Linked DNA regions of Mus musculus: all the other regions are linked to region 1. The links are chromatin contacts, called in public Hi-C and promoter capture Hi-C maps. All regions are on one chromosome and are shown on one strand. Each heading gives the region's core, a stretch centred on a gene start, on an enhancer-like site or on the middle of the called end of the contact. The rest is flanking DNA. Distances are from core to core; before and after follow the strand shown.

Region 1 (4,087 bases), core at 630-3,129:
TTCTCAAGTCCTTTGAAGGAGATTTTAATATACTGCTGGTTTACAACTTCTTTGGGTTTCTAGAATATATTTGGACATTAGCAGGGCACAGATATACACAGGACATTTCCCTTTACTGAGATGGCATAAGTCTTTGTGACTTAACAAAAAACAAACAAACTAGATTTCTTCAACCTGGAGGCAGAGTGTTCCCAGGGTTCTTATGTCCTTATGTTGAGTGTTTCCTATTGCTGACAGTGAGAAAAGGTTCTCCTGGGCTGAGTTTTGGCTTAGTGGTAGAGGAGTGTTACCCTGTATGTGTGCACACCCTGGGTTCAATGCCCTACCCTCCATCAAAATCACTGTTGGTCTCTCTTGGTCAGCCCTACTTTACCTTGCCTCAGCCTTATGTTCCGGCCATCACAGGGCCTCTAAGCAAAGCCAAACCCGCCTCATCTTTTAAGCCTTCTCTGACACATTAGATCAGGTCTGGTCCCCTTCTTACAATATCTCCTAGCATCTTGGACTTCTTTCCTTAAGTGTCTATGAAAATGGGGCTTGAATCATGTCTCTGTAGTTCTCAGAGTAAGCTCCCTGTGGGCAGGGACAGTGTGTTTGTCTTCTTCCATTGCTGACTCTTAGTCCACACTTTAGCACATACCGTTCTTGTAATCAGGAAAAGAATTACAGGATATCAGCTAAAGAGGAAATCTCAAGACTCCTGGGCATTGACTGCTGGCTGTGGAAGGCTTGCCTAGACACAACACAGAATGCAGCTGGCAGAGCGGCTGGCAAAAAAGAGGCTAACTCAATATACATATGACATGCAAGGATGTTTTTATTTTCGATAGTTTTTATATGACTAGAAAACATTAGGGGTAAAATCGTGGTCTTTGTGAGAAACAAAGCACGGTTCACCTTTCATAGTGCTAAGTCTTGGGAAAAAAATGGCTCTTAACACAGCGATCCAAACCTAAAGAAACATACTGACTGGTTTTGAGACATTAGCTCCCCAAGTGTGCATGGGGTTATCAGGGGTCATTCTCTGTGGTTGACTTTTTTTTTTTCAGGTATTTTCATCTCTCAGGGATTCCTCGAAGTCTTATGTGGAGAGCTGCTCTCCTGGCCTTGGCGATGAAGAAACATTTCCCTTCTGAAAGCCAGAGAGTTTTGAATGATAAGCATTGCTAAAGAGGAAGCAATCAAACCTTTCGGGCAGGCTCTGCCTTCCACCCAGCGCTGCTTCCTGTTTTTCAAAACACAAAAACAAAAAGCAACACAAAACAAAACAAAACAACAAAAAAACCCGCTTTTTGATTCTCTTGTGAACTGTTCCCGGGAGACCCAGGCTGGACCACTTGTCACTTTTAAGAGAGCACCTCATATCCATCATCTGCTCTCCGGAGGTGAGCACACTTTGGAAATCGTGATTTGTTCGGCAGCCACAGTCTGCTGTTGTCAAGCGTCTGACAAGTGCTAACCCTAGCACTGGACAGTTTTTCCTTAACGTGCTTTTATCAAAATAAATGTGCAGATGCCTCAGGGCCGTGAGGCCTAAACAAACAAAAAACCCACCCTAACTCAAAAATCCACCTGAGGAAATGTCTTTTCCCTAAGGCAGGTGAGGCCCTCGTAACTCTGATAGAACTTTGCTTGCCATGGGTCACTCCCAAGGCTCAGGGCCACCGCCTGCCACCACCGACAGCCTAAGGGGGAAACCACCGAGCGCGCCTCCAGCCAGCGCCGGTGCTGCCACGCCCACCACGCCCGTTCCGCCGCGCGCCCGCCTCTCGCCGGCACACGGCCTGTGATTGGCTGGTGGAGCTGCCCATCTCTAGAGGCGAGCGCGTCGTTCTCCAAGCAGCGCTTCTATTGGTCACGGCGGCGGCGGCAGCGCGCGGACCCGAAGAGGCGGGGAAAACCGGTGGCCGCGGTGGCGGAACGGGCGGAGGTTGCCGGTTTCGTAACCGTCGCTCCTCCTCGCCGACTCGCGGGCTGCGAGGCCTGGGTCGGGTCGGGTCGGGCCGCGCCGCGCGGGGCCGCTCGGAGTGGAGGCCGTCTGGGGGCGGGCGGGCCGGCCGGAGGCGCAGGTAAGGAGGCCGCGGGTTGTAGCTCGGAGGGGTTGGGGGAGGAGGCCGCGGCCGAGCCCGCCGCTCGCGTAGGCGCCGACCCGGCCGGAGGAGACCCGGCCCTGCCCGATTCGGCAGGTTGGCCCGGAAGGCTCCTGGCGGCTTGGCGGCGCGGGCGGGGGCCCGGAGCGGCGTCTGATGCAACCTGCGGGCAACACCCGGCGGGGCTGAGCTCATCCCTGGCCACGGCCCAGCGCCGCCGCGCTTGGCGCCGACCCCCGCGCTCCCCCGGGCGCCCCCTCACCACAGTCGGGGAAGGGATGGAGTACCAGGTGGTCCCTCCAGAACCTGCCCCTCGGCGACGTGCAGCGTGACAAGCCTGGCGCGCATTGGCCCCTAGGGATGGAGGGTGTTCCTAGAATAGAAGGTGGACCGAATCTTACTTTGGAGCCACCTAGGACTCTCTTCCTGTCGGCTTCCCAAACGGCTCGGTCTGGGGGGGATGGCCCGGGTCCTATTTGGAGTTAATAACCTAGTGGTCATCTAGGGAAGGCACTCGAGTTTTTACACACGTAACGTTGCAAGAGGGAGATTTCGTTTGTTTTTTTGGACGCGGTCGTGTGTCCTGCAGTTCACTGGGAGGGGGAGGACATCCTAGATGATCGCGCACCAGACGCAGAAGGTCAAGCCATGAAGCCTTTCCTTAGCTCGCCTGGAGGGAGCTCGGGAAAAGAGCCAGCGGAGGTATCCAGGTGGGGAAGTTGGGCATGCGGGTGTGAGAATTGTTTCTCTTTCCAAGTGGGCTTGTGTATTTCTGGTCTTAAGAAGGTTGGCATGCTTTGTTTTGCTCTGCTCCTTCTTGCTTTTTTGTTTGTTTCTTTGTAAACTGCATCATAAGATGTATCAAATTTAGAAAGGTTTTAACCTTTGTGGGTTGCACAACAGCTGGGTGTTGTGTCTCTTGAGTTTCCACCCACTTGAATCCTTATTTGAATATATTATCATTGAGTGCAGACCTGTCTCACAGAGGGAATTTGAAACAAAGCACCATAAGGTCTTTCTCTATTGAGAAATTGTACATAGAAGAATTCAGAGTATGGTAGGCAAGCCCCTCTACCTCTGAGCCACATTTCTAGCCTTCAAAGCGCTCTAAGGTCTGTTCATCTATGGCCACTTGAGTAGTAGTAATGATAAGCTAGCTATCCCTGTGGTCATTTCCCTGTTCCTGAAAAACTGTAAATAATGACAGGATGCTACTGAGCTGAAAAAAAGCTTGAGCCTGTTTCCTGAGTCTGATGGACATGCTTGACTGACTCAGTTATTTTTATGACCTATCAGAAACAAATAGGTGGGAACAGACCTCCTCCCTCCCCTCTCCCCAATATCCTTTAAATTCTCACAACCTGTCATGATTGTCGTCCCAGCACTGTGATCTTGGAGAGGTGCTTTCATCCCTAGTGAATTAAATACACCCTGGGAAAGTCCCTGGGAACAGTCCCTCTAGAGATCGTGGGAGACACAGGACCTGGTCAAAAGTTGCCTCAGTCACAGTAATGAGTCCTGGAGCGATTTTAGGTTTTCCTCAGAGGGGTGGGTACATAGGTTCTTACACTAGCAAGTTTGTTGGTCCTTTCCCTATTCCGTTGCCCTGCCCTGCCATTAAAGAGGGGGAAAAAACCTGAACAGGAACTCCTAATAAATATATATTTATAAACAATTTGTTTTGAATGTGCTAACTAGTACTATAAATAGGTTTAAAGGATAACATTCAAACAAGCATATGAGTATTTAAAAGATAACATCCAAGTAAGTGTATGTTTTCTTCACAACTCCAGTGGACAACTTACACTGAACTCCTTGAAGGAGTCGCCTCTCTCTTGTGGACTCTGCCTCCAACAGTCTCCAGGGATCTGGAGTTGCCAAAGAAACTCAGGGAGCAGATTGGATAAGAAAAGCACAAAGAAAAGAGAAAACAGAGACCATTTAGAATGTATTAAGTAGTGGCCTTGAGTTGAGCATAAGGGAGCAGAACTTGTAGA
Region 2 (4,087 bases), core at 892-3,391, 890 kb after region 1:
ATACCAAATATGGTGGGTTCAGTGGTTAAGAGCACTGACTGCCCTTGCAGAGGACCATGCTTTTTTTTTTTAGCATCGTCAAGGTAGCTTACAACCATCTTGAGTTCTGGTTCCAGGAGGTCTGAAGCCCTCTTCTGACCTCTCCAGGCTCCTGCATGCACATGATGCACACGCACACATAAAAATAAAAGCCAGGTGGAGAGCTGGTGAGATGGCTCAGTGGGTAAGAACACTGACCGCTCTTCTGAAGGTCCTGAGTTCAAATCCCAGCAACCACATGGCGGCTCACAACCACCTGTAATGAGATCTGATGCCATCTCCTGGTGTGTCTGAAGACAGCTACAGTGTACTTATTTATAATAATAAATAAATTTCTGGGCTGGAGCAAGCAGGGATGGAGCGAGCAGGGCTGACAAGAGTGAGCAGAGGTCCTAAATTCAATTCCCCAAAACCAGTTGAAGGCTCACAATTATCTGTACAGCTACAGTATATACACATACATAAAGTAAATAAATAAATCTTAAAACAAAACAAAACAAAACAAAACTGTTGGGCGGTGGTGGTGCATGCCTTTAATCCCAGCACTTGGGAGGCAGAGACAGGCGGATTTCTGAGTTTGAGGCCAGCCTGGTCTACAAAGTGAGTTCCAGGACAGCCAGGACTATACAGAGAAACCCTGTCTCGATGAAAACAAACAAACAAACAAAACCCTAGGTGGAAAGTGATAGAGTATGATACCCAGAATTCTCCTCTAGCCTGCAGCTGCCAGTGGCCATGGGTTACTGGGTTCCTGAAAGGAAAGCTGGGGATGGATGGGAAGGATGACTAGAGAAATAACAAGCCAAGGCAAAGTTCTCTGAACAAGGCTCAATATAGTCTTAAATTTAAAGGGGGGAGACCCATCCCCCACTTTGTCAGGATCACCTCAGGAAAGCAAGCTCAGCTGTTCTGCAGGTAGCTTCTTGCAGGAAGCTGCAGATGTGGCAGACAAAAGACTTCACCTAGGTCAGAAGACTCCACCCTGGGTGGGCTAGCCTACTGTGGCAGAAACCGGTCTGATTCAGCCAGCTCAAGGCTGGGGGGAAGGGCACACTAGCCTCCACATGTAGTGTGTGTACATGTGGCAGACACACAGGAAACAGTCTCATAACTGATGCTGACTGTACCGGAGTCAGCGTGAATCAGAGAACTTCTTTACAGTCAGTTCCAAGACAGAAAAGTAGAGGAAAATTAGTGTTTCTGTGACCTGATTTCCATCTGAGGCATTCTAGCTCCATGGCTTATCCTCAGAGTGTTACCAGCCATGAATGATTGACAAACAATGGTCAACAGAAGCAAGAGCGTTAGCAGTCATGAGTGGTTGACAAAAGCCACAGTATATTTCATCAATTTGGTGGGTGCAAAAATAATAGCAGTTTTTGCATTGCTGAAAATTTTAATATTGGAATATAGTTGTAAGGTTTATTGTTATTTTTTGTTATGTGTATGAGAATGTATTTGTGAGGATGTAAGCAGTATGTGTGTCTGTTTTCCTGCTGAGGCCAGAAGAGTGTGTTAGATCCCTAGTAGGTGGAGTTACAGGTAGTGTTGAGCTGCCTAATATGAATGCTGACAGCTGAACTCAGGTCCTCTGCAGTAGCAGTATGTGCGCTTAACCTCTGGGCCATCGGTCCAGCTCATGGAGTATATTGATAAATGTGGCTATGTTGTATGTCGTTTAATATGTGTTTCCTGCTTTTTTTTCTTTCTTTCTTTTGTTTTTTCGAGACAGGGTTTCTTCTCTGTGTAGCCCTGGCTGTCCTGGAACTCACTCTGTAGACCATGCTGGCCTCGAACTCAGAAATCCTCCTCGTGTGCCACCACTTCCCGGCCGGGTCATAGCTTTTTTAACCTTTAAATAAAGAGCTTTTGTTGGGAATTCAAACCGAGGTCTTTAGAAGGTGACCCTAGGCATCTCAGGCTGAGAGCTGGTTTGTGTTCCTCTGGAATTGTGTGAGAAGTAATCCCAGGACTCAGGGTGTCGCCTGAGCCCATCCCGGGGCGGGATGGCGGCCGCACTGCGCAGGAGCGGAAGCTGCGCTGCCCTTCCCCCACCGACTTCCGGCTGCCGCTCTGGTTCTCCCGCCTCCGACTGTGAGGCGGCTCGTAGACGTCCCGCCATGGCACTGTCGCGGGGGTTGCCCCGGGAGCTGGCCGAGGCGGTGTCCGGCGGCCGGGTGCTGGTGGTTGGCGCGGGTGGGATCGGCTGTGAGCTGCTCAAGAACCTGGTGCTCACTGGCTTCTCCCACATCGACCTGGTGAGGCCCGGGCTCCGGGTGAATGGCGGTCTGCCTGCGGGGCCCGGTTCCGGGCGGGAGTCAGGGCGGCGCGGCCCGAGAGGCCTGGGGTTAGGATCACCGTGCGGGAAGCGGGTTGGTGGGACGCGGGACTCCGGCTCTCCGGACCTCCTGTTCGCGGCCCTCGGCTCCCTGGGCCTGCGCGCGCCGCCTCCCGAGGCAGTTTCCCCAGTTACACTGGGATGCAAGAAGAGACCCTGTAGATGCTGTGACTTTAATTCAAATATTCTCCAACTTAAAATAACGATCCCGCGGCCGAGCGGTTTGCAGCCACCAGCCACAGCACGCCGGGCGTGCACACGTGCATTCATTCCCGAGTCTGCCACCGGCCCTCAGGTTGCAAGTGCTGTCTGCATCCCGTTTTATTTTTAACAGATGAGGAAAGTGAGACGCTATGAGGTTGAGTAACTTACCCTGGGGGCACGCCGTAAGTGGCTGGTTAGACTCCTTGGGGCTCGCGCTCCTCTGGTCTGGGCATCGTGCAGATCCGTGTTTATGTCATTATAGATACTCCCTGGGGTTTGCAGGATTGGGTGACAGACTGTAATCCGTGCATCGAGAGACTGTAGAACTGGAAGTTTGAGGTCCGCTTGGGCTACGTAGCAACATCTTACCCAAGAAATTAAAAAAAAATTTTTTTTTTTGGTTGTCAGGATTCTTAAGTTTTGCGTTAGCGTAATGTGCAATGACAGGAAACCCCTGTAATTTGTGAATGTGTTGGAGATATTATATGAACCTTGGATGTGAATTGAAGATGCCTTAAGGTTTAACAGAAACACGGGATGAAATTGCAGGTGTCAGGGTTTCAGCTGAGGCAGAATTGGAGGGAAACATTCTTCATTGGTCAGGCTTCACACCCAGTTTTGGTCCATAGAAAATAGTATAATCCATAATATGCTAGTGACGCTTGATGCTATTTTAAGAGTAGATTTTTCAATAGACAGGAGTGAATTGAAAAAGTAAATGCTTGTTCTCTGTTTTAATTTTCTTTGGTTAAATTTTTATAGTGAACTTTGAAGTACAAATGAATATTTCAATGATTATGTTCCATAATTTTCCCATACTACTCTAAACTTTAGAATGTTTGATGATGAGAACATTTTGTTGCTTATGTAAGTTTGTTGAAATAGAATGTAAATGATGTTAATTCTTTTCCCCTTTAAAGTAGCAATTAGATTAAAATTTAATTTTACTTTAAACTTTTTCCTTTATTTTACGTGTATGGGCCATTTGCCTGCATTGTGTCTGTGCCTGGTGCCCCCAGAGGCCAGAAGGGGGCGTTGGATCCCTGGAGCTGGTGTTAGCAATGGCTGTGACTCACCATGTTGAGCCTGAAAATTGAACCCCTGGTCCTATGCAAGAGCAGCCAGCACTCTTAACTGTTTAGCCATCTACGACGGCTCCTAGACTAGATTTTACTTTACTTATTTATTTTACCATACATAGGGCATTTTCTTCAACAGCCCTCAAGTAATCCTGAGTGAATGTGTAGATAAGGAATTAACGTGAGTGTGGTGGCTTACATCTTTAATTCCAGCACTAGGAGGCAGAGGCAGACTGACCTCTGTATTCTGTATGTTCCAGGCCAGCCTGGTCTACAAAGAGAGTTCCAGGGGATCTGAGGCTGTTACACAGAGAAACCATCTCAAAAAAAAAGAAAGAATGAAAGTAACTAACATGCTCCATATTGCTTAATGAGAAATGACATGGCACGGGAAATCAGAAATTATCAGACAGATGGGTGTTTTTTG
Region 3 (4,087 bases), core at 1,083-3,582, 860 kb after region 1:
TGTGCCCCGGTACAGGGGAACGCCAGGGCCAAAGGGGGGGAGTGGGTGGGTAGGGGAGTGGGGGTGGGTGGGTAAGGGGGACTTTTGGTATAGCATTGGAAATGTAAATGAGCTAAATACCTAATAAAAAATTGAAAAAAAAAAAAAAAAAAAACTACACTCAAGTCACCTGAGTTTCATCTATGAAACCTATATAAAGGTGGATGGGGTGAGCTGATGTCACATGTATTGTGGCAGGCACATACTCAGTAATGGGATGTATATGGTACTTACTTGAGATTAGCCTGGGCTGAGTGAGCAAGTTCCAGACTTGTCTAGCTATACAGTGGAAACGTGTCTCAAGAAAAGGGTGGTAGGTCACAGTAGGGTCTCAGATATAGGTCAGTGGTAGCGCATGCTCAAAGATTGGGTTCAATCTATCATGTGGACACACTTGTGGGGTAAAGTTTCTCCAAGTTTCAAGTGCTTGACTTGTGTCCAGCAGGTGGCACTATTGGTAAGTGGTGGAAAGTAGGTGGGGCTCAGTTGGAGAAAAATGTCTCCCTTGAGAGGGAAAGACATGACTTTGAGAGATTTGCTGCAGACTCTTCTTTCCCTGTATCCTGGCTGCTACCTTTGTGGAAATGACACAAACTAGAAGAGTGCACCGGATTCCATTACAGATGGTTGTAAGCCACCATGTGGTTGCTGGGATTTGAACTCGGGACCTTTGGCAGAGCAGTCAGTGCTTTTAACCACTGAGCCATCTTTCTAGCCCATTTCTAAAATTCTCACACTGCTATGGTTTCTCAAAGTAGTCAAACTCACATGTGCTTTCTGTTTCTGGGATTAAACACTTGTGGAGGAAAGGGTTACTTTGGCTTATAATTTCCGGTCATGATCTATTATTGAGGGAAGTCCTAGAAAGAGCCAATGAGCAACTGCTTGCTGGATTGCTCCCTGGCTCTGTGTGTGTGTGTGTGTGTGTGTGTGTGTGTGTGTGTGTGTGTGTGTGTGTGTTTAGGACACAGGATAACCTCACATGTGATTCCTCTGGTCCAGTCAGTCCTTTTTTTTTAATTTATTTTTTTATAAAGACAGTGTCTCAGTAGCCTGAAAGTTACTGATCAGGTTGGTTGATCCAGTCCCAATTTCAGGGTTTATTTGCTTTTGAGATACTCTCAAGCCAGAGCTGGGTTGAGTTTCACTATTTAGTCCAAACTATAACCAGAGTTCACCCTTACCTGGCAATACATGCTTTTCAAATGTGCTTATTTTTTTTATTTTAGTAAAACTCATCACTAAAATTTTTCTTATTTTGGTTTTTTGAGACAGGGTTTCTCTGTGCAGTCCTGGCTGTCCTGAAACTCACTCTGTAGACCAGGCTGGCCTTGGACTCAGAAATCCACCTGCCTCTGCCTCCCAAGTGCTGGGATTAAAGGCATGAGCCACCACTGCCCGGCTAAACTTTTTATTATTTACTTTAATGTGCACCATGTGTATTCCTGCTGTCCACAGACTCCAGAAAAAAGAATTGGCATTGGTTCCCCTCCTGCCTACCCTCTGCAAACTGGAGTTGTAAGCAGTTGAGTAACCTATGTACATGCTCAACATTTTTATTTTGTTTTGTTTTTCCATACAGGGTTTCTCTGTGTAACAGTCCTGGTTGTCCTGGACTTGTTTTGTAGACTGCTGGCCTCGAACACATAGAGGTTACACAACCCCGCTGTGGCATATGCTCAAATCTTCAGTCTTCATATGTATTTTAAATGTATCTGTCAAAATTAAGGACTTTGGGGGGCTGGAATGATGGCTCAGGAATTAAGAGCTCTTTCAGAGGACCCAGGTTCAATCCCACCACTCACAGGACAGTTCATAATTAACTGAAACTCCAAGAACTGACACCCTCACACAGACCTACATGCAGGCAAAACACCAATGCACATAAAATAAAAAAATAAATGATTATTTTTTAAAATGTAAGGACTTTTTGTTTGTTTTTTTCGAACAGGGTTTCTCTGTATAGCCCTGGCTGTCCTGGAACTCACTCTGTAGACCAGGATGGCCTCGAACTCAGAAATCCACCTGCCTCTGCCTCCCGAGTCCTGGGATTAAAGGCGTGCGCTACCACACCCGGCTTATTTTATTTTATTTTTGTTATGTTTCTTGTTGTCTGCCAATACCGTCATCCTGTTTCCAGTTGTCAACGTCTAGTTAAACCTCTTTGTAGATCCTATCAAGATATCAGAGATAAAACAGGTGGTCTCCGTCCAGGACCCCTTTGGGGCGGAGTCGGGGAGGAGCAGGCGGCGCGCGTGCGCAGATAACACTCTCTGTCGGCCACCGTAGCTCGCGCTGTCACGTGGGAGCCCAGTAGTTATGGCGGCCGTCAGGAAGCCTGTACTGCTGGGACTTCGAGACACGGCGGTGAAGGGCTGCCCCAAAGGGCCCTCCGCCTGGACCTCTAGCAAGCTGGGTGGCGTTCCGGTGAGTGCGGCTGCGATGTCTTGGCGGGGCCGCGTGGAGGGTGTCCGGGCGGGAGCGGCGTGGGTCCCGGGGGTCTGAGCTGCAGCCTGCTCCTCAGGACGCCCTGCCGGCCGTTACCACTCCGGGGCCGCAGTGTGGCCGCTGCGCACAGCCGCTCACGCTCGTCGTGCAGGTGTACTGCCCGCTGGACGGCTCCCCGTTCCATCGGCTTCTGTACGTGTTCGCCTGTGCTCGTCCAGGCTGCGGCAACAGCCAGACGCGCAGGTAGGCGGGGAAGTCCTGTCGTGAAGTCTGGTCCCAGGACGGGGCGGGATGGGGCGGGATGGGGCGGGCCGAGGCGGGCCGGGTGACACTCGGTGGGGCTGGATGTCCAGGGTGGAGCCCTCACTGTGTCTGTCTTGCCTCTAAGCTGGAAGGTGTTCCGTTCCCAGTGCCTGCAAGTGCCAGAGAAAGAGACTTGGAACGCGCAGGTAAAGCGATTCTGATTGGCACACTATGTTTTTCAATAATTTGAGGATCGTTTACAGCAACTTGTCTCCCCTCTCTAGCCCAAGCTGGCCTTTAACTCTCATAAATTTGTTGGCTTAAATCTTCCCTAGTCCTGTGATAACTGCTATGAATCACCACATCCTATTTAAGACAGCTAAAAAGAAGATTTATTTATTTACTGTATGTATGAGTGCTCTATCTGTATGTACACCTGCATGCCAGAAGAGGGCATCAGACTCAGTATAGATGGTTGTGATGAGGTTGTTGGGAATTGAGTTCAGGACCTCTTGAAGAGCGAGCCTTCTCTCAGTCCCTTAAGACAGTTTTTTAAAAGATTGCTTTTGGAGGCTGGAGTGATGTTTCGGTAGCTAAGATTGCTTGTTGCTCTTTCAGAGGACTCAGGATCAAATTTCAGCACTCAGGTGGCAGTTCAAAATTACCTGTAACTCCAGTTCCAGGGGTTCCAATGCTTTCTTCTGGCCTCACTGGCACCAAGCACACTGTGGTGAACAGACATACATGCAGGGAAAACACCCATATACGTGGAATAAAAGTGAATCTAGGCCAAGTGGTGGTAGCACGTGTCTTTAAGCCCAGCACTCGGGAGACAGAAGCAGGTGGATTTCTGAGTTCAAGGCCAGCCTGGTCTACAGAGTGAGCTCCAGGACAGCCAGGGCTACACAGAGAAACCCTGTCAGGAAAACAATTGTTTAAGTGTGTGCTTCACACGTGTGTGTCAGAGCCTTTGAGGCTGGAGTTACAGGTGTTTTGAGAGCTGCTTAATGTAGGTGCTGAGCCATCTCCCTGCCCCTAATACCAAACTTTTAAACATGCTTCTTTGCTGCCGTGGAATGAACTTTAGTCTTTCAGAATCATCAAATGCTATTCCCTCAGTTTTCTGGCTTTTTCTTAAGATTTTACTTTTTTTTTTTTAAGTTTATTTATTATTACAAATAAGTACACTGTAGGTGTCTTCAGATGCCCCTGAAGAGGATGTTGGATCTCATTATGGGTGGCTGTGATCCACCATGTAGTTGCTGGGATTTGAACTCAGGACCTTCTGAAGAGCAGTCATTTCTCTTACCTGCTGAGCCATCTCGCCAGCCCCCAAGATTTTACTTTCCAGTTTACA
Region 4 (4,087 bases), core at 818-3,317, 830 kb after region 1:
TTTTTTTTTTTGAATAAGGCCTCTCTATACAGTCCTGGCTGTCCTGAAACTCATTCTCATTCTTGCAGACCAGGTTGTCCCTGAACTCAGAGAGATCTGCCTGCCTCTGCCTCCAGAGTGCTTGGATTAGTGGTGTGCGCTACAGCTGCCTTGCTTTTTTTTTTAAGGTTCGCCAGCCCCTCTTTTAAAAACATACTTTATAAAAATTTCAGCTTCTTTTTTGAGTCAGGGTCTGTTGGTGAGATCTGGAGCTCACCCCTGAGGCCAGGCTGGCCATTGAACCCTAGGACCCTCCCGTTTCTGCCTCTCTAGCACTGAGATTGCAAAAGGCCACCATGTGCAGGTTTTTCCATGGGCTCTGGAGAGTAAACGTGTCCGTATCCTCGCATGCTTCTGAGGCAAATGCTTTACAAAATTCTCAGTTCCTGTGTTTTGGGTTTTTTTTAGACGTGATGGCTTCAGATTCCTATGTTGCTGACCCTGGCCTTGAACTCTCGATCTTCCTGCCTTTCCTCCCTTCATGCTGGGATTATAGTGCCACCCCAGTGCCTGCCACCCCAGTGCTAGATGTCCAGCACTGTTTGGGAAGCTTAGCAAGTATCAAGACTTACACATATTTCCCGCAGTCCCCCGCAAACACTTCACCTCACCTACTCGTCCTCATTTGAAGTCTCCCTTGTCCCTCGGACTTGTGGATAAGAATCCAGTTTTTCTAGGAAGTTGGATCCTAAAGTGCATATCTTGCCCTTTCTCTCTAGGCGATTATGGATCCCTCACTCATTCCATCCTCTATGTCCGTCTCCTCCTGCTTGACTGAAGCTCCCTCCCTCAGGACCTGCTTTAGCTCACTGAGCTAACTGATCCATTAGGCAGTGTGTCAGATAAAGTCCCTGCTCCATGTGGACTTGTTCAGTGGCTCCTCATCTCTAAACAGAAATCAAAATTCTCACAATGATTTGTAAGCCACTGGGTGAATTCCCTTCTCTAATGTCACCTCTATGACTTCTTCCCCTAATCTGCTCCACTCCAGCCACATGTGTCTTCTGTTTGTGGGACATCTATGGGTGCTGTTTGTGGGACATCTATGGGTGCTCTTGTCTCAGACTTTGCAGTGTCTTTTCCCTTTGACTGAACACTTTCCTTCCAGGTAGCCAACTGGCTCATTTCTTCCCCTTCATGCTTTTACTCAAATATAATAAAGAGTGAATTTTTTTTTCTTAACCATTTAGTTAAAGGAAATGCTTATTTCCAACCTGCCTTTAAATATATATACATATAATTTCATTTTTATTGTGTGGTGGATATTTTATTAATTATGTGTGGGAGTGGACATACAATTTTTATTATGTGTGTGGGGTGGGTATATAATTTTAGCATTAATTATGTGTGGGGTGGGTATGAGCATAAGGATGCAAGTGCCATTGGTATTCCCATTGGTTGCAGCGGGAGTTACAGGCAGTTATGAGTACTGGGAACCCAATTCAGGTCCTCTGCAAGGGAACTATGTGTTCTTAACCACAGTTTCATCTCTGGGGCTTCATCCAGTTTGCCTCTTCTCAGGAGCACTTGCCAGCTCTGAAATCCCATAAATTCTATTTACTTATTTGGCTTACGTACCCACAACACTTGCTTTAGTACCTCTAACCAGGAAGGCATTCCATAAAGTTCTGCTAAATTGGGCTCAGCCGGTAAGAGCACTCAACTACTCTTCCGAAGGTCCTGAGTTCAAATCCCAGCAAACACATCCGTAAGGAGATCCGACTCCTTCTTCTGGAGTGTCTGAAGACAGCTAGAGTGTACTTACATATAGTAAATAAATTCTTTAAAAAAAAAAAGTTCTGCTGAATTGAATACATGAATGAATGAAAGAAGCAAGCGGATCTGGCACGAGAAACTCCGCCTCTGCCCTTCAAGTCACTTCCGAACAGAAGCCAGCCAAGGTTCATCGCAAGTGGCCACACTTGTGTTACAGAGAGGCCAGCAGAGGCCCCCAGATCTACAGCTGCCGGCAAGGTCGCCTAGCGGACGCGGAGGACAGAGGTGGGGCGGGGCCGGAGGCGGGGCGGGGTCGGACGCCTGCGCCATAAAGCCCGCTGCGCGCACTGGTACCGACTTGCCGCGCGCCGCCGCTCCTCTTTCCTTCCTCTTCCGAGCACGTCCTGCTCCGTGTACCTCTCGGGTCCCTCGCCATGGCTGCGCTCACCCGGAACCCGCAGTTCCAGAAGCTCCTGGAGTGGCACCGCGCGAACTCTGCCAACCTCAAGCTGCGCGAACTTTTTGAGGCGGATCCGGAGCGCTTCAACAACTTCAGGTGCACGCACGGGGTCGGGGCTCCCGTGACCCCCCCCCCCCCAGCAGCCCTGCAGGGCCCAGGCCGGGGCCGCACTTTGTCCTTGATGCCTCCTTGGAGTGGGTTTTGGGACCCGCGTGCTAGCCAGAGGGCCGAGGCTGCTTAGTCATTAGGAGGAATCGGCTCCTCCTTGGGGATCCCTTCGCCCCCGCCTCTCAGTCTCAGCCATTTGAGTAGGGATTTCTAACCACCCATGAGGAGGAGCAGCCGCTGCTGGCTCGACAGGCACGAGAGAGCTGTCCCCTCCCACCTGCTCCTAGTGGGCTTTGGTCAGACAGGGTGGGTAAGGCTGAGATTTCCTGGGAGCCACGGTGTAAAAATAGAGCGGCGGAGGCAGGATGCAGAGGCCAGAGAGACTTGTGAGCGACTGCGAAATAGAAGGGAGGGTGGAAGAAATCGTACATGTGATGCATCTTCGTGCCTTGTCACTGATGCCAGGAGGCGAGGGACCTGGGATGACCACCTGTGGTTCCTCACTGGACGTCCCTGATACCTCTCCCTGGGTGTTTCCTTGTAAGTTTGAGATGTGGAGCTTGAAGGGGGAAGTTCTGCCCAGGATCTGTCTACATCTTCTTTCTGTGGCGTGGCTTCCTACACTACTTAACACTGCTACAGGTCAGCCTTTGTGGCCAGGCACTGCCGCTGGGGTGTGACCAGCAGCGTCTCCATCTTTCTGCAGCTTGAACCTCAACACCAACCATGGGCATATTCTGGTGGACTACTCCAAGAACCTTGTGAACAAGGAGGTGATGCAGATGCTGGTGGAGCTGGTAATGTTCTGACTGGGGAGTTGTGATCTCTGGGTTGGGTTGTGGGTGGGGGCTGCGCTTTGTTTTGGGTTCTAGGTCCCGGTGTGGAGTTGGTATCCCAGGGATCTCCAGGCCCCCTGCTGATTGAGCAGACTCTTTGAAGATGCTGGAAAAGGAATCTGTCTATGAAGAACATCTGTCAGCCTCAAGGGGGGGGGGGAGTGGGGGGGGAGGGGGGCTGGACTTGTGATAGGTGATGAGGATGGGGGATGGGATACAAGACCTCAGCAGTGGCTTCTCTCCCTAGGCCAAGTCCAGAGGCGTGGAGGCTGCACGGGACAACATGTTCAGTGGTTCCAAGATCAACTACACCGAGGTAAGCAGTTACACCCGCCGCCCCCCCCCCCTCTTCCTCCTCTTTGCCGACCGTTATCAGCATCGCCCTGTGTCTTCACCCTTGCTCTTAAGCAATGCTTTTGCCTCACGAAGGTGCTAAAGGCTTTTCTTTGGGGGCAAGAGAGGTTGCAGAGCTTTGGGGTGTGATTTCTCTGAGACTGGCAGCCTGGACTTGGCAATCAAATTGGCACAGTTCCTGGTGTCCAGGGAGGGGCACAACCCAAGCCTGAAGGGAGGGATTTGCTTAAGGCTGGCTGAGACATGGCTGAGACATTTTCTTGGACAACTTCAACCTTGATACTCTGATGGATCCTTGCTACAGGTTGTTCTAGTGACAAGAAAAATCATGTCACCAAAGCCCTTAGTTTCTTTGACAGTGGAATGAATAAGAGGTGAGAGTATGACAGCGGTTGGGAAACCCTGGCCCTGACTTGGTGGGGAAGCCTGCAGGCATAGGAGACACTCTGCACTGAGAATTCTCAGTGTTGATATTTTTTTCCTTTTAATTATGAGTGTGTGGGTGTGTGTACATAAGTACAGGTGCCTACAGAGCTGTCAGATTCTCCCGGAACTTCAGTTAGAGATGGTTGGG
Region 5 (4,087 bases), core at 807-3,306, 790 kb after region 1:
AGGTGAACACACTTTGAGAGAGGAGAGCTGAGGTCCACAGCAACAGAATATGGGAACTATGGGTTAATAGATGGTATTTAAAACTAGAAAACAGGATGCAGCAAGTGAGTGGTGCTGCAGCAAGCCTTAGAGTACTCCAGCATGTAGAGGTCAGAAGATGACTGGGAAGCAGCCAGGGAGTCTGAAACTGGATCAGCTGAAAAGCCAGGAGAGATTTAAGCCAGTACAGTATCTTGGATGTTGGATGTCAGACAAAGGAAATCAGTCAAGGCAGAGGTGGAGGCTCACCCTCTCCGCATTGCTGAGATAGGCTAGGCTTTTCTGACCTATCCAAGACTCACCAGAGAATCACTAGTTAGAAACTGTGGGGACGAGGGTGGAGGGGTCGTTAGTGTTTCTGATGGATGGGGGTGGGAGCTCTGAGTCTCAGTGAGGCAGCTCCTGAAGCACTGATTCAAGTTATGGTGTTTTGTTTTTTTATGTTGTTGAACCCAGCCTGGCTTCAAACTCATGCATTTGAATGATTCTCTTTCCTCAGCCTCCTGAAAAGCTGAGCCTACAGGTGTTTGCCATGCCTAGTTTTGAAGCATTCTTAAGGGCAATGACAACTTTTTAACAAAAATATACTTAGTTCAACAACAACAACAAAAATTCCTAAATTTTAGTGGGCTTGTAGGCCATACGATGTGTGGTGACTTGGATATATTTTCAATTTCTACCCCATAGAAACATACAATATAAATTTGGTTATGGAGAAAATTTACATCTGAAGTGGGGAAAGAGTTTAAGAACAGATATTGTCTTTGATTTACCATAATTAATGTGAATTTAGATACTTACCTTTTGTAGCCTTTCCCTGGATAATCTTTTTTTTTTTAAGTTGTATTAAGATTTTTTGCAATGAAGCTGAAACATGACTTCTTGTGAGGTTGGAGAGATGGCTCTGAGGTTAAGAGCAACCATTGTTCTTGAGGAGGACTTGAGTTTGGCTTCCCTGCATCCACGTTGGGTGCCTTACAACCATCTGTATGTAACTCTAGCTATAAGGGATTGTTTGGACTCTATGGGTACCTATACTTCTATGGACACACAACATATGCATATAGTTTTTTAAAAATCTTGAAAAAATGGCTAGGTGTACTAGAACAAACCTTTAATCCCAGAGTTTGAGAAAGCAGAGGCAAACTGATCTCTTTATGTCTGAATATGAGGCCAGCCAGGGCTACATTGTGAGACCTTGTCTCAAAAATAAGAACAAGATAGATTTCTTACATATTTAGCACATATAACATGGCAGTAAATTAGATTCAGGACCCTATGCATGCAAAAACAGGTGCTGTACTATTGACTCATAATAATTTATTTTGGGAAATGAACAACAAAACAACATATAATAACATCTAGATTTTACTAAAATACCCAAAGTATTTTATTTATTTATTCAGGAATAGTTAGTACTGTTTATTTTTTAGCAGAATCCCTACCCCTCCAAGCCCTGTCCAGTTAAAAGTGAAGATGTATCACCGTCAAAGGCTTTGCATGTCATGGTGCTTAGCCCATGTGGCAGGCAGGAGCTCAGAAACCACCTCTGCTGTTTTTACTGGCAATATAGCAGCTTGTCCAGGTCAGAATGTTCTTTTGTCTGAACATGTGGTGTTGTAGGCATATGCTGACTTTATTACATTTTCTGGTTGTTCCACCTTATGTATAGCTTGGCTTTTCTCTGTGATTGAAAATTCTGGCTGCAAAAAGATTTGTAGATTTTTTTTGTTAATCAAGGAACCACACCCCTGGGATGGAAATCTGAGTCTTGCGTGATCAACAAGCATTCTCCCACAGTACAGCACCAGCTTGTCAGTGTTTGCATGCTATTTTCAGTAAGCTTGGTTTTTTTTTTCCCCATTTTTAACCTGTAGTGCAGTTTTCATAAGTACTTTCCATAGTCTTCAAGTAGTCTGTGTTCTCTGTTTCTCCTGAGACACATTTAGATGGCAGTATCAAGGTCTGGTCTGTGGGTTGGGTCATTGTGTAATGACTCTGGAATTACCATATAGACAATAAGCTGTATTCAAAACAAGGTTGTGAACACTGAAAATGAAATGGAATGCGTAAGGTATATAAGTACTGGAGAGAGGGAAATGATGGAATGGCTTTGGAATTTCAATTGGAAGCAGCCAGTCTGGCAACTTGCTTTCACTCTAGAGACTTTTTGTCTGGTCAGACATAAGGTACAGAATGGCTTAGTTTTTGCAGGGATCTAAGAAAGATGAATTGTTGAATGGAGTTGAGCAGAGCAGTGAACTTTTGGGTTCTTCCATCTGTGTTAATATGGAAAAAAAGTAAGCTGTTTTGGGAGATGAGGTTGACCTAGGCATCCACAGTTCCATTCACAAGCAGGTAGAAAGTGCTGTAGGAAGGAATGGCTGTAACAAAATTTCAGAACATAGAGGTTGACCCTCAACAACTATGATGGTACAGAAAGGATGTCTTAGTTCTCAAACAGGATGGACTTAAATTAGAACCCTTTGTAATCTGCTTAAGCTATAAAACTTACTGAGAAGAAAGAGGGTGTGGTGGCCCCAGGCCTATAAACTCAGTACAAGGTCACCCTTGTACTAGTGAGGCTACACTAGTGAGGCCAGTCCAGATGAGTTGTTGCCTCAAGAAACATACAAGAGGTGTAGAGAGATGGCTGCTTTTGGAGAAGACCTGAGTTCAGTTCCCAGCACCTACATGGCAGTTCATACTTTTTGTAATTCCAGTTCCAAACCCTCTTCTGGCCTTTTCAGGCACTAGGCATACACTGGGGTATAGATATATGTGTAGACAAACACACAGATAAAAATAAAATATTAACAGCAACATTAAACAACCAAACAGGTACACCAAGAAGAGAGGGACTCTGGTTATACCCATGTCTACAGTGTGGTAGATACTGTGCATACAGTATAAGAGAATAAGAAGGTTCATGTGCGCAACTGTTCTGCTTTGAGACCTAGTCTCACTCTGTAATCCACGTAGATTTTGAGTTTGTGGATCTCATGTCTCAGCCTCCTGAGTGCTAGGATTACAGGCATATACCATGGCACCAGGCTTGTGATATACCCGTCTTGGCCATCAGGAATTTCCAGTAAGCAGGGTTCTGTTTCAGTAGCTCCCTAACGATTATCTGCTTCCAGAATGTCTTCTCTTTAGTACCTACCCACTGTTGTTTTTATATCCTGGATCTTGTCACAGGCAGACAGGGCAACCTGGTGGTCAGAAATGTCTTTTAGAGTGAGACAGACATTCCTCACTTAAACCTACTTGACATTAAGCAAATTTATCTTTTTAAGCCTGTTTTGTCATATGTAAAATGGGTTACTTTACCATGTGTGTGGCTCCTGGCATGGGTTAAGGTGGTGGCTGTTGGTAGAGCTTCAGTGCTATTTTATACTTAAGTACCTGGCCTTGACTGTTCCACTCACCCATTCTCCAGCTTATCCAATCTGTTCTGCAGCCTTACATGCCCTGAGTCTGTGAGCTGAGAGAGCTGTCTGTGACCCTGGGACACATTCTTCCAAACCTGTGTGAGGACAGTCCCCAAGAACTGGCCCATCCCTGAGTCAAGGAGGGTGAGGTCTATTAAGGGCGTTGAGGGCTGAGCCAGGAAAGGAGATGAGATAAAGGGTGAGCAGAGACAGGAGCTTTGTCCTCTCAGAAGGTGATGTTTATGTGTCTGTTACTTGAGGTGACATTTTATAATAAGTAGTCACTGAAACCAGTTTCCAAGAGTCGGGCTAACTACTGGTTAGGTTGGCCTTTAATTATTTACAACGTGTATTTTGTCACAATCTTAATTGGGTTTATGCTTTACCCATCGTGGGAAAGAAGAGGGCAGTTCTTACAGAGAAGAACTGCAGCTTAAATGACTCATCTAAGGTCAGGTACATAATAAAGAGCAAAGACAGCAGACTGACAGCAGGATTCCACCTCCACCTCTCTAGCAGTGCATTAGGAGGACCCACCCCAGCCCCATGCTTCTGTGATCCAGATACCAGGCTTCACTGCCATTTCTCAGAGTGTTCCTTTCAGAGTAGGAAGTGAA
Region 6 (4,087 bases), core at 811-3,310, 740 kb after region 1:
GATATATCCTCTGATGTTGGCATTACAGGCAGCTTTGGCATGCTGGGAATTGAACTCAGGTCCTCTGGAAGAGCATTTAGTGCTCGTAACCACTGAGCCACCTCTTCAGTCCTGTTTGTTTGTTTTTTTGAGACAGGGTTTCTCTGTGTAGCCCTGACTGTCTTAGAACTCACTCTGTATAGAATATGTTTTTATTTTGTTGAATGGATTTATTTTCTTTTATGTGTATGAGTGCTTTACATGCCTGTATGTGTGCCTGGTGCCTGAGGAGGTCAGAAGAGGGTATCAGATCACCTGGAATTGGAGTAATGATGGTTGTGAACCACCAGGTGGGTGCCAGAAGTACCAGTGCTCTTAACCACTGAGCCATTGCCCAGGCCCCAGAACATAGTAAATGTGCTACTTTTTTTTCCCCCCTGTGTATACCACTACTACTACCACCTTTTTTTTTTTTTGGACAGGGTTTCTTCTCTGTATAGCCCTGACTGTCCTGGAACTCACTCTGTAGACCAGGCTGGCCTGAGACAGAGACTCAGACAACCACCGTTTTTTTTTTTTTTTTAGATTTATTTATTTATTTATTATATGTAAGTACACTGTAGGTGTCTTCAGACACTCCAGAAGAGGGCATCAGATCTCATTACGGGTGGTTGTGAGCCACCATGTGGTTGCTGGGATTTGAACTTAGGACCTTTGGAAGAGCAGTCGGGTGCTCTTACCCACTGAGCCATCTCACCAGCCCCACAACCACCCTTTTTTAACTTTTCTTTATTTCTCTGTAATAAATTTGCCTTCATTTCAGTTACTCCTCTAAGTGTTTATGTCTTTCATCTTTATCACTGTGAGAACGTCAACTTTGTAGCCCCTGACCTGGGTGGACCTTTAATGATCACTGAGTCTCTAGCACCCTAGGATCTGGGGCCAAGCACAACCCAGTCCTGAAAGATTTTGTTGTTTTCAAATACTGCATCAAAATCTACATCCATACTTTCCCCTAATGCTGAGGGTGAACCCAATGCCTGTCCTGTGCTAAGTAAGTGCTTTACCACTAAACTGGATTTCAGCCTGATACAACCATTCCTGCCTCCGGGTTTCAGACCTCGAGTCTGGGCAATCCTGACAGCTTCCCAAGTACTGCCAAATAAGCCCTTGTTTAAAACAGGGAGTTTGGAATGTTCTTAGATAAATCCTATCTTCTCTAGTTTTCTGACAATGAAACATTTGATAATTATTCACCTTTTGTGTGTGTGTGGTTTTTTTTTTTTTTTTTTTTTTTGAGACAGGTTCTATGTAGCCTTGGCTAGCCCTGGATTTGCTATGTAGACCAGGCAGGGTTCAAATTCATAGAAATCTGCCTGCTTCTGTCTTCTGAGTGACTGGGACTTAAAGGTATGCACCACCACTCCCAGCCTAAAACATGTGTCTTAACCTCCCAAACTCTCATTGCAAAACCCTGGGGCTGTAATATGTGCCCCTGACAAGTTGAGTAGTACTCTATCTCCGAGCTACGATCTCGGGTCCCTTTCGCCTATTTGTGTTTTGCTGTGTGCTGTCATGTAGTCCTCCTCAGGTTTTGTTTTAAAATTCCTTTTTTTTTTTTTTTTTTTTCCTTTTTCTTTTAGGGATCTTAGCTCTTGATCTAACCCGGAGGGTAATTATCTGGACATCCACTTCCATTGGGTCGGGGTACTCTCTCCTTCTCTCTTCTACTTTCCCCTCCTACCATCTGCCACAAATGGCACTACATCATTACAGTGATTTGTGACAGTAGTATTCTGTTGGCACCGCTCACGAAGCAATCCCTGAGGGTGCTAGTACTATCCCGCTCCTACATCGTCTGTCAGGTGTGATGTCTAGCGATCAATGGTTCTATCATTAATTTCAATGATAAATACGCGAGGACGCAACCGAGCCCCTCAGCAGGGTTCCGACTAGGTCTGGAAACAGGGAGGGAACGCAGAGCTTCGCCGCCGCCCATCCAGCACGAGGGGAGGGTGGGCTCCGGCCGGGGAAACCGCAGCGACCGCCTGGGGCGGGGGCGGGGCCGCCCGCCGACGTCACTTCCGGTGTACACAGCCGGTCCGGGCGGTGCGCCGGAGCCGGGGCGCTTCGCAGGTGAGGTACGGTCGCCAGCGGGCTCGGGTCGGCGGGGACTGGCTAGGGGTAGCGGGCGGCGGGTCGCAAGGGCGACTGGCATCGAGGCGAGCTCGCGGGGTGCCGCTTCCCTCGGCGCCGTCCCTCGCCCGCCTGCTGTGGAGGACGCCGGGCTCGGCGGGCGCTGGCCGGGCGGACGGAAGCCCGGAGGGGCCTCTCGGCGCGCGCCCGGGACGAGACCCTGAGGGGCGCGTTGGCGCTGAAGGACGCGGCTGCCTTGGGCCGCCGCGGGGGATCCGCTCCCGGAAGCTCGGGGCGCCGTGCGCCCGGGGCTGGCGGCCTGTGGGCGACCTGGGTCCACGGGCACAGGCGGGCGCCGCTGCCCTCAGGCCGCCCCGCGGCTCCCCGGCCGGCCGCGCGCCCCTTCCTGGCTCCCTCTGAGCCCGTGGGCGCGGCGGGGGTCAGAGGAGGGCCGAGGCTGGGCTAGGACTGAGGAAGGACCCACACCCGTCGGGCGAGCGCCGGGGTCAGGGGTGTGTCTTCCTGCTCCTCGTGGAGCAGGGGAAAAAGAGCATGCCTGTTTGGCATGATAAGAATTTTGTTTATACTTTAACCAAAATTGCCTGGGAAACGATCAGCCTGGGGAGCCCCCAGTTTGAAAATAGATTGTCCTTGCCCTTCCCCACCCGTTGCCATTATGAAAGCGATTCATTCTTCTGTCCTTGTAAAAAACACTCGCCACTGTATACAAAGTGTCAGGAGGGAAAATGACCACGGCGACTCGGTGACAACCGCTCCTAACATTTTGGTGACATCAGTAAGTGCAGATATATATACTGTCACTCTTAGAGGTTTTGTAGTAGAACATCGAGTACCATAATTTATCCAAACTCTAATGAATATTTGATTGTCCCTGTCACAAGAAAAAACACTTGTGGCAAAAAGGATTTATTTGATTATTGTCTTCGGCTAAATTTACAAATGGGGGTCAAAGGTAACATTCCGTTTTTCTCCTTGTGGATATGCTTGGAAACCTCAAACGCACTGTTGTAGAAAATTACATCTGTGTTTGCTTCTCATAATTGCTTTAACATTTTTAACCTTTTTTAAAAAATTTGTTTATTTACTCATACTTATTTTGAACAGACCCCCACGGTGTAGACCAGATTGGCCTTAAGCTCACAGAGATCTCTCTGCTTCAGTTTCTCAAGTGCTAGAATTAAAGACACAGGCCAAGAGGCCTTGCCTTTGTATTTGTTTTTATTTTTAAGACATATTTCCCAAGTGGCAGTATAGTCATCCAGGTAACCATTGTTGTCTTATTATCTTATTTTAGGCTTAAAGTTCTAAGAATGTATTTGTAAAAGACTACTTGCGAGCTTGATTCGGTGTGCGTTTGGAGGTTTTTATGTGCCTTGAAAATAGTAAGTTTTTCCTTGTAATCTTTAAAAAGATCATTTCTTTTACAAGTTCAGAGAATACTTTCTTTATATTTGATATTTATGTGTGTGATACATATACATATAAGATATACATATTAAACAAGGTTTTATTGCTGTTTTATTTGCTTTCTTGCTGACAAGATCACAGACTCCATATGAAGAGTGCAAGTTTGTTGTGGCAACTTTTCAGTCTGGCATTTGAGATTCTAATCTTCCTCTATTTTTGCACACGAATACGTAGGTTAGCATTGGAGACCAAGATAGAAAAGTTCTCAGATTCCCTTGGCAAGCCTAGATTTTTTTCAATCTAAAATTATCTCTGGATTTTTGGAAGACCGCATGCTTTAAGCATCCTTTAAAAAAAAAAACAAATACAAAATACTTTGCTAAATAATTTTTCTGTTGAGAACTTGAAGCCTACTATAGCAGGAGCTGTGCGTCTCCTAGGTCTTCTGCATTCCAGGGAAGTCACTAGCAGGCTCCAACATCCCATGGGTTTTGTGTGTCCACTCTGTCCCTTTCCTGTGAGACTTTCTCCTCAGTGGAAAAAA
Region 7 (4,087 bases), core at 753-3,252, 750 kb before region 1:
AGAGACACAGCAAATAAGATGGCTGCCGTACCTAAACCATTACTTTTTCGTATGTATTTTGACGACTCAAAACCCAACCTGCTTGAAGTGGGTTCTAAATATACCAGGAAACATCCAAAAGGTATCTCACCTAACAAGGCCAGCCTGGCGCTATCACTACGATCCTCCCTAAAGTCCTTCCTCTGGCCACGCCCACCCATTGAATCCAGACCCAAGCTCGTGGCTCTGCCATTCCTGCTAGCCCCTACCTGCCGGCTTATTCTTGGGTTGAAAGCTGGGTGAGATTGCTTCTCTCAGTTTGTATTCATGGTATTAGCACAGGACCCAACAGGGTTTGTTACAGCAGAGCAGATACTTCACGGAAACAGATCCAAACGACAAACATGACGGCTCGCTCGGAGTTATTACCGCAAGCTCACCAAGTCAGACCTTACAACTCCTGAAAAATCTTTCAAGGACCGCAAGAAGGTTCAGTTGGTAAAAGAACTTTCTATCAAAGCTGCAACCCGAGTTCAACCCTTGGGACCTACACGGGAGAAAAAGTGAACCAACTCCAGAAAATTGTCCTCTGTCTTCCACACACGAATCAATAAATGCTTTTTTAAATTTTAAACATAAAAAAAAAAAAGAAAGTATTTTTGACCCAGAGCCAGCACTGCCTCTCATCAGACATACGGTTAGGACCTCTACATTTTTCAGCATACGATGCCTGAAAAAAATAATAGCTCCAATTAGAGCCTGGTATGGTGGAGACACATCTACTCTCCCAAGCTACCCTGGAGGGCTGAGGCAGGAGGTTCACAACTTCAAATGTCTGCCTGGGCTAACTACATAAGGAATTAGAAGCCAGGATGAGTTGTTTCAGGAAACTCAATAGCTCAGTGGAAGAGCATTTATCTAGGAGGTATGTGGTTCAATGGGTAAAGGTACTCGCTGCCAAGTCTGAAGGTTTGAGTTCAATATCAGAACCCATACCATGGAAGGAAAGAACAGACTCCTGAAAATTCTCCTCTGACCACAAGTCTCCACAAATAACAATAAATAAATACGTAGATAATATTTTGTGTGTGTGAATGGCTTACTTATCTGTATACCTGAGCACCATGTGTGTGTCTGGAGTCTGTGGAGGTCAGAAGAAGGCCAGAGCTTCTGAGTCCCTGGAAGTGGAGTTACACATGGTTGTGAGCCACTGTATGAGTGCTGGAAACCAAACCTGTGTCCTCTATAAGAGCAACCACGGAGCCATCGCTCCAACCCTCGCTCCAGCCATCACTCCAGCCATCGCTCCAGCCCTCGATAAACTTTAAAAAAAAAAAAAAAAAAAAAAGTCCAGCCAGATTCACAAGCACAAGGATGTAAAGAACGATGGGGTAAATGAGGGGATGAAGAATGCCCCAGCAGGTTGAGGCCACAGTGGATATCAACTGAGTTCTAGACCAACACCAGCTCTGACAGGACCTGGATGGCCACAGCATCTGCCCAGAGCCTTAAGGCCCTTTCTGCCAGAGGGCGTGGTCTGTGGTGGCTCCACCCCACCACAGCCCCGCCCACGCCGCGCGCCTCCAGGCTCACCTGACCGGCTCGCCGCTCACGTGATCTGTCTCGGCGCCGCCATCTTGGAGCCACGGCCGAGGAAGGGGCAAAAAGGGGGAAAGAGAGGGAAAGGAGTCGGGAGCGAGGCGGACGAGGGCGAGGGTACGGTGGGGTCCCGGCCGGCCAAAGGAGGCTCGCAGGAGCAGCAGCCCGCCGCCCGACCGCAGGTACCGCGCCCCGGGCCGCCCCTCCGCTTGAGCGCCGCCGGCCATGTGCGGCCTCGCTGGTGACGCCCGCTTCCTCCTCGCCGGTGACGCCCGCGGCACTGCCACGCACCCGAGCCTGAGCTCCAGGGCCCTGTGTGTACTGTCGTCCCTCTGTCGGGCCTGTGGAGACCCCGGGCCCGCCGTGCCGCTGGGGGTGGGGGTCCCGTTGCTCCCCAGGTCCCGCTGAAGCGCCTTTGCCTTCTGGAGACGTGAAAGCGCTTAGGCCAGCCAGGATGGAGCTTAAGTTTCTTTAATCCCCCGTCCTTTAAGCACTGCGTGGTGTAGGAAATGCCAGCGCAAACGAAAAATAGCAATCGTGGCCTCCCACACGTACACATCCTCTGGGATTGACTGATCTTTCCAGAGATCGCTGAGACCATTGGTGAAAGTGCCCACCTTTCCAGACCTGGGGCATCCCGATCGTTGTTTGGAGTCCGAGGCCTGGGTGATTAATTAGGTCCAGGCAGCCACCCCCACCAAAGGTTGCTGACAGTGGACAGGAATTTGCTTTCAGTCTACATGGCCCAAGGCAATTACTGGATTTACCCCCTTTTCTGTCTGAGTTTGTACTTTCTACTCTACTGGTCTGATTCTGTGTATGGATTGCTATATTGATTAAAAAGAGAAAGTTTGACCCTTCATTCCTTTACCATGGTAACTCTGGAAACTCGGAGGATGCCCTAGCGGTGTACTAATTTTACTTAACTGTAATCGCTAAGTTACTTTCTAAGGGAACCGAATAAGCCTACTTTAAAGCAACAATAGGAAAACAGTAGCCAAAAAAAAAAAGGAGGACCAGGGCAGGAAACTGCTTTGGAGAATATATAGGTCAAGCCACGTTGTCGCATCTTTTCATGGTACTCTTCTGCCCACTGTGTTTGACTAATTTACATAATCACCCCTTAGGCTGTAATTTCGGTTAAAGTTAGAATAGCAATATGTCATTTATTATTCCATATTGGTTAGAAAATTATGTCAGTAAAAGCAGTAGTTTGCTGAGTGAATTACTTACATGGAGGGGGAGGTTTAAAATATACAATTGTTAGAAGTTTTCCAGGCTGATTTGTTTTAGCTTCTGCAAAATCCTCTACTTGTTAAGTAAATTATGTAAATTTGCCTCACACAATTACATTGCATGAACAGCTTTCCGAAATTTCTTTTCAATGTTAAGTATTGGAAGTTTCTTCACTGCCGAAATAAGTTACTGTGTTTCGCCCGCCAATGGAGAGACGTGTTTGATGGTGTTTATTTCCTTCTTGGCCACAGCTGGATTGTGAATATCGATCCAGGAGACTATCTGTTTCAGAAATTGATTGGAAAGACACTGGCTCTGCCACTAACAGCCATGTAACCTTGGGTAAGTCACTTACATCTCACTGAGATGCCTTATTTATAAACCGCCACCACTGTGACTGGACCCACAGAACTCTGAGCAAACGAAGCTGTTTGCTGCTGCCTAGCATCCATCCGGTGCTGTTACTTGATCATGCTCACCTTGAGCATGGAAAGGGAAATCGGTATACTAGGGAAAGCGTGGTTTGAGTTCTGAAGCCAGGCACTGTTTCACGTCTGTGAGCCTCAGAGGTGTTCCTTGACACTTTGTGTCCAAAGAAGGGCTTGGCCACCAGGAATTACAGGAATATTACAGGAAATGGACGCAGGCCTAATTCTGGGTTTGCAGCTCCAGGACAGGTGGTCTTCAGCGCTATGTTTGGCATGTGTGTTTCATAAATTACAATGAAGCTGAACACTACTTGATGTTAGCTACGACTGTGTTTTAATTGTAGCTGCAAAGTCAAAATATTGTCCCAGGCTAGGTGCAGGTAAGACACTCTATACTATGAAACCAGTATACTTCTGTATTTATACTCCAGTTTTTCTCTCAGTTGCTATTATTACATTGAGCTGAGAAGATTTTAAATAAATTGTAACTGACCTTTGTAAGATGTGAAGTAAAACTAGCTTTTAGGTTACTTTTAATAGGCAGTTTGTGATTCCATCTCTAAAAGTTCATCCAGCTTTCCCCTCACATTTCACACCAGAAGAAGCTAAAACAAAGAGTGACTCGCCTGGATCATGCAGCCAGGGCACTTCAGAGAACAGAGGAACCCTACCTTCTTTTGGCTAAAACAGATGTCTGAAAGAGTGTGAAATTCATTGGCCATCGCTTCTGTTGTTTTGGTGTGGGGTTTTGTTTGTTTATTTACTTAGTTGGAAAAACGAAATGCATACTCTAAAAGAAGATTTCTTTATATCGTCTTTCTCTCTTTGTATATACCCAGAAAATT

The links. Promoter capture Hi-C pulls out the DNA fragments that hold promoters and counts their contacts. A called contact is a pair of places that touch in the nucleus more often than the background predicts. Capture Hi-C pulls out chosen DNA fragments and counts their contacts.
Region 2: a contact with region 1 is called in a Hi-C map of regulatory T cells, with 6 times the contacts expected there. The contact joins the promoter of Uba2 here to the promoter of Cebpg in region 1. A contact is called at or near these places in 1 of 39 promoter capture datasets (pre-B cells), 2 of 484 Hi-C or Micro-C datasets (CD4 T cells and regulatory T cells) and 2 of 9 other capture datasets (adipose tissue and pancreatic islet).
Region 3: a promoter capture Hi-C map of erythroid cells shows a contact between it and region 1, with 13 times the contacts expected there. The contact joins the promoter of Pdcd2l here to the promoter of Cebpg in region 1. A contact is called at or near these places in 1 of 39 promoter capture datasets (erythroid cells), 2 of 115 datasets of contacts at active chromatin or transcription factors (bone marrow-derived macrophages and memory CD8 T cells) and 1 of 9 other capture datasets (adipose tissue).
Region 4: a contact with region 1 is called in a Hi-C map of erythroblasts, with 4 times the contacts expected there. The contact joins the promoter of Gpi1 here to the promoter of Cebpg in region 1. A contact is called at or near these places in 10 of 39 promoter capture datasets (the C10 cell line, the HPC-7 cell line, cranial neural crest and 6 more), 1 of 484 Hi-C or Micro-C datasets (erythroblasts), 2 of 115 datasets of contacts at active chromatin or transcription factors (bone marrow-derived macrophages and pancreatic cancer cells) and 3 of 9 other capture datasets (adipose tissue, liver and pancreatic islet).
Region 5: a promoter capture Hi-C map of hippocampal neurons shows a contact between it and region 1, with 3 times the contacts expected there. The contact joins the enhancer-like site here to the promoter of Cebpg in region 1. A contact is called at or near these places in 3 of 39 promoter capture datasets (cranial neural crest, hippocampal neurons and liver) and 2 of 9 other capture datasets (adipose tissue and macrophages).
Region 6: a promoter capture Hi-C map of adipose tissue shows a contact between it and region 1, with 2.6 times the contacts expected there. The contact joins the promoter of Garre1 here to the promoter of Cebpg in region 1. A contact is called at or near these places in 5 of 39 promoter capture datasets (the 3T3-L1 cell line, the C10 cell line, cranial neural crest and 2 more), 1 of 484 Hi-C or Micro-C datasets (CD4 T cells), 2 of 115 datasets of contacts at active chromatin or transcription factors (large pre-B cells and pancreatic cancer cells) and 2 of 9 other capture datasets (adipose tissue and liver).
Region 7: a promoter capture Hi-C map of pre-B cells shows a contact between it and region 1, with 3 times the contacts expected there. The contact joins the promoter of E130304I02Rik here to the promoter of Cebpg in region 1.

The regions. Positions count from the first base shown.
Region 1 is chr7:35,054,358-35,058,444 of GRCm38.p6, reverse strand. It overlaps Cebpg (CCAAT/enhancer binding protein (C/EBP), gamma), which reads left to right and starts at 1,879. Exons shown (of 2, transcript NM_009884.3): 1 at 1,879-2,069. It overlaps Gm45095 (serine/arginine repetitive matrix protein 1-like), which reads right to left and starts at 2,962. Exons shown (of 2, transcript XM_030243153.1): 1 at 2,353-2,962; 2 at 800-2,253. The coding sequence starts at 2,438. The coding sequence ends at 1,686.
Region 2 is chr7:34,166,583-34,170,669 of GRCm38.p6, reverse strand. It overlaps Uba2 (ubiquitin-like modifier activating enzyme 2), which reads left to right and starts at 2,141. Exons shown (of 17, transcript NM_016682.2): 1 at 2,141-2,297. The coding sequence starts at 2,160.
Region 3 is chr7:34,194,915-34,199,001 of GRCm38.p6, reverse strand. It overlaps Pdcd2l (programmed cell death 2-like), which reads left to right and starts at 2,332. Exons shown (of 7, transcript NM_026549.4): 1 at 2,332-2,466; 2 at 2,564-2,730; 3 at 2,876-2,936. The coding sequence starts at 2,359.
Region 4 is chr7:34,228,316-34,232,402 of GRCm38.p6, reverse strand. It overlaps Gpi1 (glucose-6-phosphate isomerase 1), which reads left to right and starts at 2,067. Exons shown (of 18, transcript NM_008155.4): 1 at 2,067-2,311; 2 at 3,030-3,120; 3 at 3,407-3,475. The coding sequence starts at 2,190. Gm12762 (a long non-coding RNA gene) reads left to right here. Exons shown (of 2, transcript XR_881947.3): 2 at 1-1,221.
Region 5 is chr7:34,266,685-34,270,771 of GRCm38.p6, reverse strand. All of the region lies in intron 2 of Garre1 (granule associated Rac and RHOG effector 1), which reads left to right. Among named protein-coding and RNA genes, the nearest start is that of Gm12758, 34 kb to the right of the region's middle. RefSeq lists an enhancer at 979-4,087. Within about 2 kb of position 2,056, at least 53 of the 459 cell types and tissues checked have an H3K27ac peak or open chromatin away from gene starts, as enhancers often do.
Region 6 is chr7:34,311,520-34,315,606 of GRCm38.p6, reverse strand. It overlaps Garre1 (granule associated Rac and RHOG effector 1), which reads left to right and starts at 2,060. Exons shown (of 14, transcript NM_172741.3): 1 at 2,060-2,115.
Region 7 is chr7:35,800,507-35,804,593 of GRCm38.p6, reverse strand. E130304I02Rik (RIKEN cDNA E130304I02 gene) reads right to left here and starts at 2,002. Exons shown (of 3, transcript NR_033567.1): 1 at 1,573-2,002. Zfp507 (zinc finger protein 507) reads left to right here and starts at 1,605. Exons shown (of 7, transcript NM_177739.3): 1 at 1,605-1,760; 2 at 3,066-3,156.